Linked DNA regions of Danio rerio: region 1 is linked to region 2. The links are chromatin contacts, called in public HiCAR-type maps. All regions are on one chromosome and are shown on one strand. The core of a region is the stretch at or near the end of the contact, and the rest is flanking DNA. Distances in the headings are between cores, read along the strand shown. Region 1 holds the start of nf2b (NF2, moesin-ezrin-radixin like (MERLIN) tumor suppressor b). Region 2 holds the start of abhd11 (abhydrolase domain containing 11).

Region 1 (5,683 bases), core at 2,216-4,715, 81 kb after region 2:
TTATCACAATATATATAAAGCGCAAAGATAAATATTTCCCAGGCTGGACATGGGTCTGTTGTGTATTAGAAAGCAAGATGCCCCATTTGGATGTCTGCATCAAATTAAAAACACTGAATAAAATGATTCCTTGGATTGATTCTTTTTTTTTAAGGTACATGGTTGCAAAAATGTATATGGGTTGAATTTAAACAAATAAATTTAGCTGAACAACTTTTTTTGCTAGTTTTAATTTAGCACATATACCTAAAAAATTGTAAATCCAATGAATCTACTTTTTATAATTCAAATTATCTTTGAAGAAAAAAATGATGGGTGAAATAATGCTCCATTGCATAACTGATTTATTTCTGGAAAATTCTGACTTAACAGTCTTAACAAAATTATATTATTTGAAAAAATGGTTTATAATGACAAAAGGGATCATCCTAAATCATATTTTAAATCATTTAAAAACTGATATATAACATGGTGGGTTGAATAATATTGGCAAAGTAAAAAGATTTAAAACAGCAACAACAATTCATTAGTATTTTTGGGACTGGGGTCTGATCATTAAATAAGAGTGTATCAATATGTCATTTACTAATTTGCTAAATATCTCTGACGAGATCTGTTGATATATAAGTTGCCAATGGTTGATTTGAATGACATTTTAGTGGATGTCTTCTGTAAATCATGGTAAAATCTATGATAGAATCTATGATATTGCATTGGACTGTTACAGTTATAATGCTTGAAACCCATTTTTAGTCCTTAACTCAAATGCATGTAACAATGATTATTCTTGTGAAATTTACATGGTACCTGGTTTTGTAGCATCCCAGAGCTCTCTAATGACTTTCAAGGGCACCTGTCCAACACTTAGAGCTCCAACAATTATAACAACATCATACGTTTCTGAGACAAAAGAGAAAACATAATCAAACAGAGCTTATCAACATAAAGATCATCAGCAGAAAGTGCTGTTTTGTAGTTAGGATTATTTGTTTAGAACTACTTAAAATGTGCAGTATATTTTGTTGAGAATATCCTAATCACTAAACCAGCATTTCTAGTGACAACTCTCTAACTGGTTATCATTATTACAACAGCCATAAACTGAAAAAATGAGATCCAAACATACAATTCTGATAAGAAAACCTAGATTATTCAGTTAAACTTTGACAGTAAACGTCAAAAACATTCCAGCATGGTATGGTTCGTTACCGGCTTTAACAGGAATTCTGTCTTGACCCAGCATGCAATGCATAAGCTGCTTATAAAGTCCTGTTTTCTTTGCCCCCTCCAGCATCCTCAGACTTCCATCTACTCCATCGAAGTGACGAAACCCCATTCTCTTCAACTTTCCTCGAAGAATTATCAATTGAGAAAATAAAATCACACTACTCTTTGATTTAGGAGGCTCATTGCAGGCTCAGAATCCAAATGAAGCAATACTTACGTGTTTGGAGACCAGTCCTGTTCCACAGGCCACATCCAGAACAGTGGCCTTCTCTCTGTCATCGTTGAAAAACGAGCTCACACACTCGGCTGCCAGCAACGGGGCTCTGTAATCCAGCACAGCTACATCCTGAGAAAAAAAACATTAGAATTGAAATAGCTTTTCTGAAAAAGGAAGAAATTCTTGCAGCCTAAAGTTTACCTGCTCATAGTTATCAGCCCAGGTGTCATAGAAGCCCACCTTATCCTGGGCCTCTGTGTTTTTATGAGCCGACAGAATCACATTCCTAACATCAGAAAAGGTCCGGCTGGTGTTTGCCATCCTTCAGGGGAAATGAAACATTATTTACCATTTTGAGGGATGTAAACAATAACAATAGTCCAAATGTATTTTCTGTTTTAGATCTTTCATTTCAAAAGATTCTGAGAACCAGAAAGCTTCACATGTTAATACAATTTTAATGACAGCTGTGTTAACGTTATGACACCTCTTGTTTCAGTTATGAAAAAGTTTTAGGACAAGCAGGAACTGTTTATGGACTAATGGTATTGTCATATTGAAATGGTCTATCTATAGGACAATATCTTACAGATAATTTTAGAAGCATTTTACAGACATTTTATTATAATATGTAGTTATGTGCAGATACTATACAGCAATGGTCTCTGCACAGTTTTGCTCCAACCCTAATCAAACACCGCTGATCCTACTAACCAAGGTGTTCAAGACTACTAGAAACTAAGCAGGTGTGAGTTGGAGGTGGTTGGGACTATGCAGAGCTGCGGCCCTCCAGGAATTGAGTTTGAGACCATTGCTATGCAGTACATGACATTTCATCGAGTGGAATAAATTGGCACTGCACTCAACCAAAATATTTTAAAAGAGTATTTAAAAAAAAAGTAGTTTTATTTAGCATTAGAGTAAATTATATATTCATACATACAGTTGAAGTCAGAATTATTAGCCCTCCTTTGATTTTTTATATTTTCCAAATGAAGTTAACAGAGCAAGGAAATTTTCACAGTATGTTTGATATTTTTTCTTCTGGAGAAAGTCTTATTTGCTTTATTTTGGCTATGTGTGTGTGTGTGTGTGTGTGTGTGTGTGTAAATAAATCATGATTTACTCTAAAACTAAATAAAACTTTTTATAACTAAGCAATAATTTACCAAGTGTCTTATCTGAAAATATAATAAATAAATAAATAAATAAATATTTTGGAAGTTGCTGTTTAAAAGTTGGAAATTTATTATTAAAAAAAGCATAAACTCCCTTATTGGTACAAAATATAAAACAAAATACAGATTTACAGATTTTTTTTTACAGATAATACAAAATACAGTACAGTCATTTCACTAAAATAAAAACTTTTTACAATTTTACACTCATTTTACAAACCACTCTAATAATATCAAAGGGCTAAAATAGTAACTGTTATAGATCATTTCAATGTGGTCATATCATTGGCCCGTGAACAGTTCCTGCTTGTTATCAAATTATATCAGAAATGTAAAGAGGCAATTCAATCATAACTTAATATTAAAACAGCTATCATAACATTATTTATTCATATGTGGCTCTTTTTGGATTCTCCGAAGCTATAGAAATTAAAAATGCAAAACAGGAAATGCAAAGGGCACATTGTTTTTGTTTACATCCTTCAAAATGGTCTGTACATACAATACTTGCAACAGAATGATATTACATAATAGACCAATAAAATAAACTAAATCACAACAACTTCAGAGGGCTAAATTAGCAGTAATTGTGTTGTGTAGTTGACTGTACAATACTTGATATAAAACAGCATGATATTACAAAACAAACCAATATAATAAATTAAACAAAATAAAACATTTAACACTTACATAATAAATGACGTTAATTGATCTTATTGAGCATAGAAAGAGTGACATAAATCACTGTATACACACCGTCATGAACATTCCTCAACTGCTCTTCTCCATCCAGCAGGAAGAGGGCGGCAAAGAAAACCAACAACAAAGTCCTGCTAACTCCCTATCCAACATTTTCTACTCAAGATAACATCGTATTTATATTCCACAATCGTCCAGTTAATAGTTTATTACCAAAATGGACACTCTTTAAACGATTTCTACAGTTTCGGACAAGCTTACAACCATTTCCATGTAGGTGACCGACGAAATCCGGTTTGCATTGTTGTGGTTTAGCGGAGTGCCTGGAAACTCCTTGCTGTGGATCGGGCCTGGTTTAACACATAACCTAATCAAGGTAACTGACTGATATTTGGCTAGTTTCATTCACATATTTTTAACAGTGTTCAGAATGGATTATACTTATCGTTTAAACGTATACTGTGTCGCTGTAAAGGGAGTAAATTTGCCAGCTTACTTTCTGTCACGTTAGCCAGGATGTAACGTTAACGTTAAGCTTTGTGAGTCGCTTTCTACATTCTCGCTCGATATAACAAGGCAGATTGTGTTATATCTTACTTATAAAGGTTGAAAACTAACAATGTGTTTATTTTAAGGAGAGTGGGCATTGTTACAGTTGTTAAGTTACAGCACTTTGCGTAAAGTACTCGTGAATGCGACTTACCTGTGGCTGACTTCATTCATCTGCCTTGTGATAGTAGCACTAGTACGTTAGATAAATGATGATAATAATGATGCATAATAAGGGAAGGAATAAGTTGAAGTAATTTTCTAATTAAAGCTCTGATAGACTTTTTAAAATGTCTAAATTATCTTTTTATGTATGTATTGATGCACTTTGTTTTAGTTTTTAGATATATATTTAAGTAAATGAATGTTAGCTTCATTTTGTTAAATGCTAAATATACTTTACTATATTGAGGTATTAAAGTAATTATTTGTGTTTTCAGGTGTATATAAAGTCACTATGTCAATTTTGGGTCTGAAAAAGAAGCAACCAAAGACTTTTAAAGTCAAAGTCAGCACTATGGATGCTGAAATGGAGTTTAGTTGTGAGGTAAACGTATGGAAATACTTAATACATGTGTCTGTCTGATTCTGTGTCCTAAAATGTCCTACAAAGTTTAATGTTTGTCTATAACTTCTAGGTCAAATGGAAAGGGAAAGATTTATTTGACCTGGTATGCCGGACCATTGGCCTGAGGGAAACGTGGTTTTTTGGTCTTCGATACACAGTAAAAGACACATATGCCTGGCTGAAGCCTGATAAACGGGTGAGATGTAATTGTAGTTTAGAGCCTAAAATCTGTTCCCAAATCACTACTCACTGAACCCAATCTACAGAAATGAAAGAAGGAAATCTTGACCCAAGACAAAGTCAATCAAATTAGACCTGAGTCTGACCCAATGGCATTTATTTTTAACCCAAAAGTAAACTGCATTGAAGTAGGGCTGCACAATATATTGTTTCAGCGTTTATATCTCTATGTGTGTGTCTGCAATAGTCACATCGCAGGATCTGCAATGTTGAGTTGTTATTATAGTTGATCAGCACAACAGTTGAGAATAAATGAGATTTGTGGAGTCTTTGCAAAGTATAAGCATAACAGAGTGAAAGTTTATAATTTGAATGTGTTTCTTAAGGCAATGTCATAAGAGTTTAAAACGTTTTGGCACAAAAAGTTAATTTGTGACTTTAAAGAATAATACTTTAACTGAATTATTTATACAATAAAGACTATACAATGTTATTTTGATTTTATTATTCAATTTCTGTAACTGAATAGTTTTGACTCCAGAAAACCAGTTATTCCTGGGCCCAGCTTTTAACTGTGACCAGTGGCTTCTACACACACACACACACACACACACACACACGCACGCACACACACACACACAAACACATTGTTTTAACACACTGCATAATAAAGCAAATGGCGTTTCCTGGTTTTTATCTTTTTTCAATGAGGATATATTTCTTTGTTTGAGGTTTCAAATGCTTCTTCCATTTTTTTATAAGTTTCTTAAAAATTTAATACCAGTAGTCTAATTGGTCAAGTACATGCTGATTGCTGAAATTCTTAAAGCTCATTTACTTATCACTCAGTTATGATGATCACATCCTATAAGTTTTCATGTCTTTTTGGTAGTACCAGCGAGAATGTTCAGACATTGTTTGCTATTTCTACGCAGCATTTTGTAATGAAAAATTAGCAGATTTATGTGAAATAATTTTGGTAGTATCGTAACTAAAAACTTAATATTAAAACTTAAAAATAAAACTTTAAATATTACCATTTTAACTTTTATTTAACGTTTACAG
Region 2 (5,327 bases), core at 877-3,376:
GTGTGATGTGCATACGTTTGAGACTTACCCACGCTGGCTCAGAAATGGCTTGACTTTGGCAAGAAGGCGAAGCTGGAAAAAGCTTGCCCTAATCACTGAATTAACCAGTTTATCAAATTTTAAACTACTGCACAAATTCACTCCCAAATGTTTAATTACACAGCTAAAATAAGGGGAAACACTAAAAGTGCTTTCACACCTACACTTTTGTTTCGGAACGCATCTCGTTTGCCCAGTTAGCGTGGTTCGATTGGCATATGTGAACAGGGCAATCGCGCTCTGTTCCGCGCCAAAGTAATCGCTCCGAGATCGCTTGAATTAGGTGGTCTCGGCTCGATTGAAACGAACCCTGGAGCGGATCGATTGCAGTGAGAAAGCGATCCGATCCGAGCGCGGTTATATCACAGTGTTTTATGGATATGTAATAGGCTTACGGCTATATGAAGAGAGAATTATGAGTGTGTCGGGAAGTTTCGCGAGTCTTCGGATGCCCGCAAACGAGTGATGATCTCCCGGTAATCTCGCGTCTCCCTCCCGGTCCTCAAATAGGCATCGTCGCGCACCCTTCTCACCCCTCCCCACCGCGTCTCGCTCAGACGCGTCACGCGCGCACCCTGTCAATCACCACCAAACCACCACCTCTCCTGACAGCTGAGCGGGACGCTGCAAAATAAACCCTGACACTCTGACTAATGTAAGGAGAGTTTACTCGCACGTGACTTGTTTTAGCTCTTTTGGTCCGATTATAAACTTTGCAGTGTGAAAGTGAACCGCTCCAAGAGCAAAGAGCAACAATGTAACATTTGTAATCTCTGTTTCGGAACAACTGAATCGATACACAGGTGTGAAAGCACCCTAAAATCATTTGAGGGTAACTCATTAGGCAGGTTAGAGTTGCTAACAAATATTTAAAAAAAATTTACAACATGTTTAACACCTGCCTAGCATGAATAAACATACCACTAAGACGCGTCTAAGACATTTCAAAAGGTTGTTAGGGTATTTTAGCAAATTACAATCAAGTTTTATTGATATGTCTTTTTTTTTAATTCATACTAGCATGAGTTAGCATGCTCAAACATGTTTGTCATATAATTTATATCATTAATGACTAGCATGCATTAACGTGCTACTCGTCTTACCACACTGCAAGCATGAAATAGCTTGTTGCTAACATGTTTTAACACCATATTAGCATTACTCATCATTTTGCTAACACGTTCTGGGTTGTGTAGGGTTGCTAACGTTTGTATTATGTTTAGTACAAGGATAGCAAACATAAGCATGTTACAGTAGAAATATTACAAAGCTAAAATGCTAAAAGGACAGGAAGATAGATTTAGATACTTATTTTACAATAACCACAAATCAAATCTGAATATGACCTTGGTTTAAGTTGTAGCTTTAAAGCTCTATGAATTTTAGTCTCAGGAGAATATTAACTTTAAATCTGAATAGCATTTCAGTATATTGCCTTTCACAAGACTCATAAGTATGAGTTTTTATTGATGTTTTACTTAAAGATAAGATATGGTGATGACTGGAAAGTGGAAACATGGCCTTGTTTACAAAATCATACCAATATAGTAATATCTAATTTATAACTTAATTAATGTAACCATTACCCGTTATTAGCCACAACAAAAGATAACGTGTAGGTAATTTTGACTGGTTTTACTCTTTTTACTCTATTTCTGATTAAAACCCATCTACTACTGGCTAATTTTCTAAGGTGACAGTAAATGCACGAATAATAACGTTAAAATAAACTACAAATAACTTTTTAAAGTAACAATAATCTCTCACACATGAAGTTCTGTGCAATTAACAATATTTCATCCGGAAGATTAAAGATGCAACACCTGGCGGTTCTCATGCTGTCACTGCCAGCGCGGTCCAGCCGCGAGACTCCGCTGCAAAAATCCCGAAGTCCCGTTACAGATGAACATGACGACAGGCCGCAAGGCGCTCCTCTTGTGAAAACACGGCACAGGGCACTCATGGCAAAATTTGACATGCTAAAACGTGCGTCCGGACTTCATTCATTCGACCGGGGTTGGCGACTTCAAAGGTCGTCGTGATGTTGTTTAGCTAACACTAGGGAAACCCTTCCCGCACGACAGGGTTGCCAGATCTCGCTAGAAAAACAAAATAAAACCGCAACAAATGTAGAACTGTTTAAATGCAAATGAAAGCAGATACAACTAAACACTTCCATTTTTTAGTTTTTTAAAAAATATAAATGTTTCACATTTACGACTGACTGTCTAAATCTGGGATTTTCAAAATTGTGGACATCACATTGACATTATTATACTTATTTTTAAATCTAGTTAATATTTATTCATTTAACTAAACTTTCTACTTATTAAATTTGCATAAAGTATTTAAATCTCTTTTTATCTAAAAAAATATTGTATTGAGATTATATTAAGATTACTTTAATAACAGTTTTATTTTTTAGTTTTTCTACAGTAATTTTATTTAATCATTATTTGTTTAAAAACACTTTTGGATAAATTAAAGCTTCTTTTGTTATATTTTATTATTCCGTTACTTTTTCCAAGTTTTATTTATTTAAAAAAAATTAAATTGACTTTTATTTAGGTTTTATACTAATATGTGTTTATTTGTTGTCATATTTTTTCCATAGATTTTTATTTATTTATCAATATTTATAATATATATATTTATCCTCCCGATATTGTTTTAATAATAGTATAGCACTAGCAATCAAAAACTCACCTGTATTTCATTATACTATAATTTTATATTTAGACAACCTCATGGGAAAAAAATATTGCGTAAAGCAAGTGGACATGGCAACATTTCGACACCTCAGAGTGTCAGTGATGTCATCACGTCGTGCGCATTTAAAGCCTGCAAAGCTAAGCACATTTCAGACAACACATATATTTGAAAAATAATATTTACAATAAAAGATATGCACATGCAGGAGATGCAGAGGAGTTACAGTGAAAGAAAAAAATATGAGAGAAGACGAAAATATGTTATGACAAATCAATCAGCATTGTTTAGCCTATGGAGCAGTTTTACCAGAGGATGGCGCCACAGACCACAAAAACAGACTTAATTCAGATTGTGTGGGCAACAACACAGCTTTCATGCACTACACAGAAAATGATCTTTAATCGTTTAATTAATTTAATAAAACGTTAAGACTTTAGTCATACAGTTTCTTAATATCTTTTGACATATATGCTGTTATCAATGTTATGTTTAGATGTAATCATTAAGCAGGAGTGCTTAAAATCAAGGTTTATCACTTGCATATATTCACTGATATGTGGCATATTTAATAGCGTTTAAACACTTCTGAGCAAATGTGAAAAGAAGATGATGATAAATCCAATCTGGCACAAATCCTAATGATAACGTTATGTTGCAAAGGCCACTTGTAAGGCCAATGACTTCTTTCCCCCCAAACATTCTTCAAAATAACTTTTATTGAGTTCAACAGAATAACAAAATTCATAAATGTTTTAAACCACTTAATTGCCTGCAAAGAAAGAGGACATTTTGCTATGCGGAAAGGCCTGTTAAGGGGAAGTCTAGTTCACACAATAGGACAACTAACTGAAAACAAGACAGAATCTTCCACAGCAAAAAAAAAAAAAAAACATACAGGTAGTAGGCAGTAGAAAATAAAAATAAGGAAGCACAATGCCATCAATAGGATCCTCAAATTAATAAAATGGGAAGTTAAATTATTGAAGTGATTTAATAAAGAACTACACAACTGTACTTTGAGTGGCACCTGTAGTTCCATGCAGCTTAATCCAATAAAGAAACATGTTTGTCCACATTCCATAGACATGCACTGTAATTAAGTGTAAAAGGAGTTTTTTTCCCCTCTAATTTCAAGTGTTTCAACTGTTTATGTGCATCCAAAGAGAAAGTCAAAGCTTTATCCTCCTCCATGTCTGCTGCCATAGGCAACACAGCAGCAGGGATAAAGCAGCCAACAAACACCATGGAGAGGAGACATGCAGGAAAACTCCCAATAGAAATATCAAAAGAAAATATTCATAGCACTGCAGCACATATTTCACAATATATGTGGTTCCAGTGTCATCAACTGCTGATAAATGTGCATTGTCTTCAAGTGACAAGCCCTTGGAAATTTATGCAATTTACTTTTTTAACTAATGTAAATAGAGCAATGTAATAAAATCTTATTGGCCCAAAATTTGACTCAATATGTAGGCTATGACCACAAACCTGCCATAACTGTACATCTTTTGAAATGTAAATTTATTTTTTATGATTTTGAATTGCATTATTGGACTTTGATCTTTCCTCCAACAACATGTTAAAAAGTTTGACAGGTTACATTGTTCACATATTTACTAGTTTTTCTAGTTTGAAGCGATCTATTGTCTGTGTTGATATTTTAAATTACAGAACAAACAACATGTTAATTAATAGGCTTGCCTTTTCTGTTTTTTATTGACTTATTTTAATTCATTCATTCATTCATTTATTCATTCATTTTTCTTCAGCTTAGTCCCTTCATTCATCAGAATGCCACAGTGAAATGAACCGCCAACTTATCCAGCACACACACTCATTCAAACTCATACACTACAATTTAGTTTATTCAATTCACCTATATCGCATGTGTTTGAACTGTGGGGAAACTGAAGCACCTGGAGGAAACTCACGCCACGGGGAGAACATGCAAACTCCACACAGAAAGCCAACTGACCCAGGAAGCACTCAAACCAGCGACCTTCTTGCTGTGAGGCAACAGTGCTAATCACTGAGCCACCTTGACTTATTTTTATTTACATTAATTTTTATAAAGTATTGTTTAAATTACTAAAATGCCAAGGACAATCAATTTATTAAAATGCAGAGTTGAATTTTCAACATCAAATGTTGACAGAGAAGCTCAAGGTCACATGATAAAACTCTAGTCGTGACTGTAAATAAACAGAAAACACCTGTGAATCACAAAATATGGAAACTATTAATCAATGGAAATGTTTTAGTGTGTTTGAAGTTAAAACTATTTGGAAAGTAATCTGACGTTTAAAAAAATCTAACTCAAAACACTGAAAAAAATCCTCATTAAAGCTGATTAAATTAATTACTAGAAATGGAAAATGTCGATTATAAATGGATTTTTGATGTATTTTATTTACAGAAGGAAATTTACAAAATATATTAATGGAACATGATCTTAATATTCTAATTATTTTTGGCATAAAAATATTTATCATTTCGACCCATTCAATTATTTTATTTAAATATTTTATTTATTTATTACAATAAACTTATTTTATTTAAATGTATTTCCTTGT

The links. HiCAR-type assays count read pairs that join an accessible place to other places.
Region 1: a contact with region 2 is called in a HiCAR-type map of caudal fin, with 7 times the contacts expected there. The contact joins the promoter of nf2b here to the promoter of abhd11 in region 2. A contact is called at or near these places in 6 of 18 Hi-C or Micro-C datasets (caudal fin, embryo, gastrula embryo and 3 more) and 3 of 4 datasets of contacts at active chromatin or transcription factors (caudal fin, embryo and gastrula embryo).

The regions. Positions count from the first base shown.
Region 1 is chr21:27,245,580-27,251,262 of GRCz12tu, forward strand. It overlaps nf2b (NF2, moesin-ezrin-radixin like (MERLIN) tumor suppressor b), which reads left to right and starts at 3,466. Exons shown (of 17, transcript NM_212951.1): 1 at 3,466-3,697; 2 at 4,311-4,417; 3 at 4,509-4,634. The coding sequence starts at 4,328. mettl27 (methyltransferase like 27) reads right to left here and starts at 4,077. Exons shown (of 6, transcript NM_001040381.1): 1 at 4,025-4,077; 2 at 1,646-1,766; 3 at 1,445-1,573; 4 at 1,210-1,345; 5 at 808-900. The coding sequence starts at 1,765.
Region 2 is chr21:27,166,014-27,171,340 of GRCz12tu, forward strand. abhd11 (abhydrolase domain containing 11) reads right to left here and starts at 2,127. Exons shown (of 6, transcript NM_001004290.2): 1 at 1,863-2,127. The coding sequence starts at 2,017.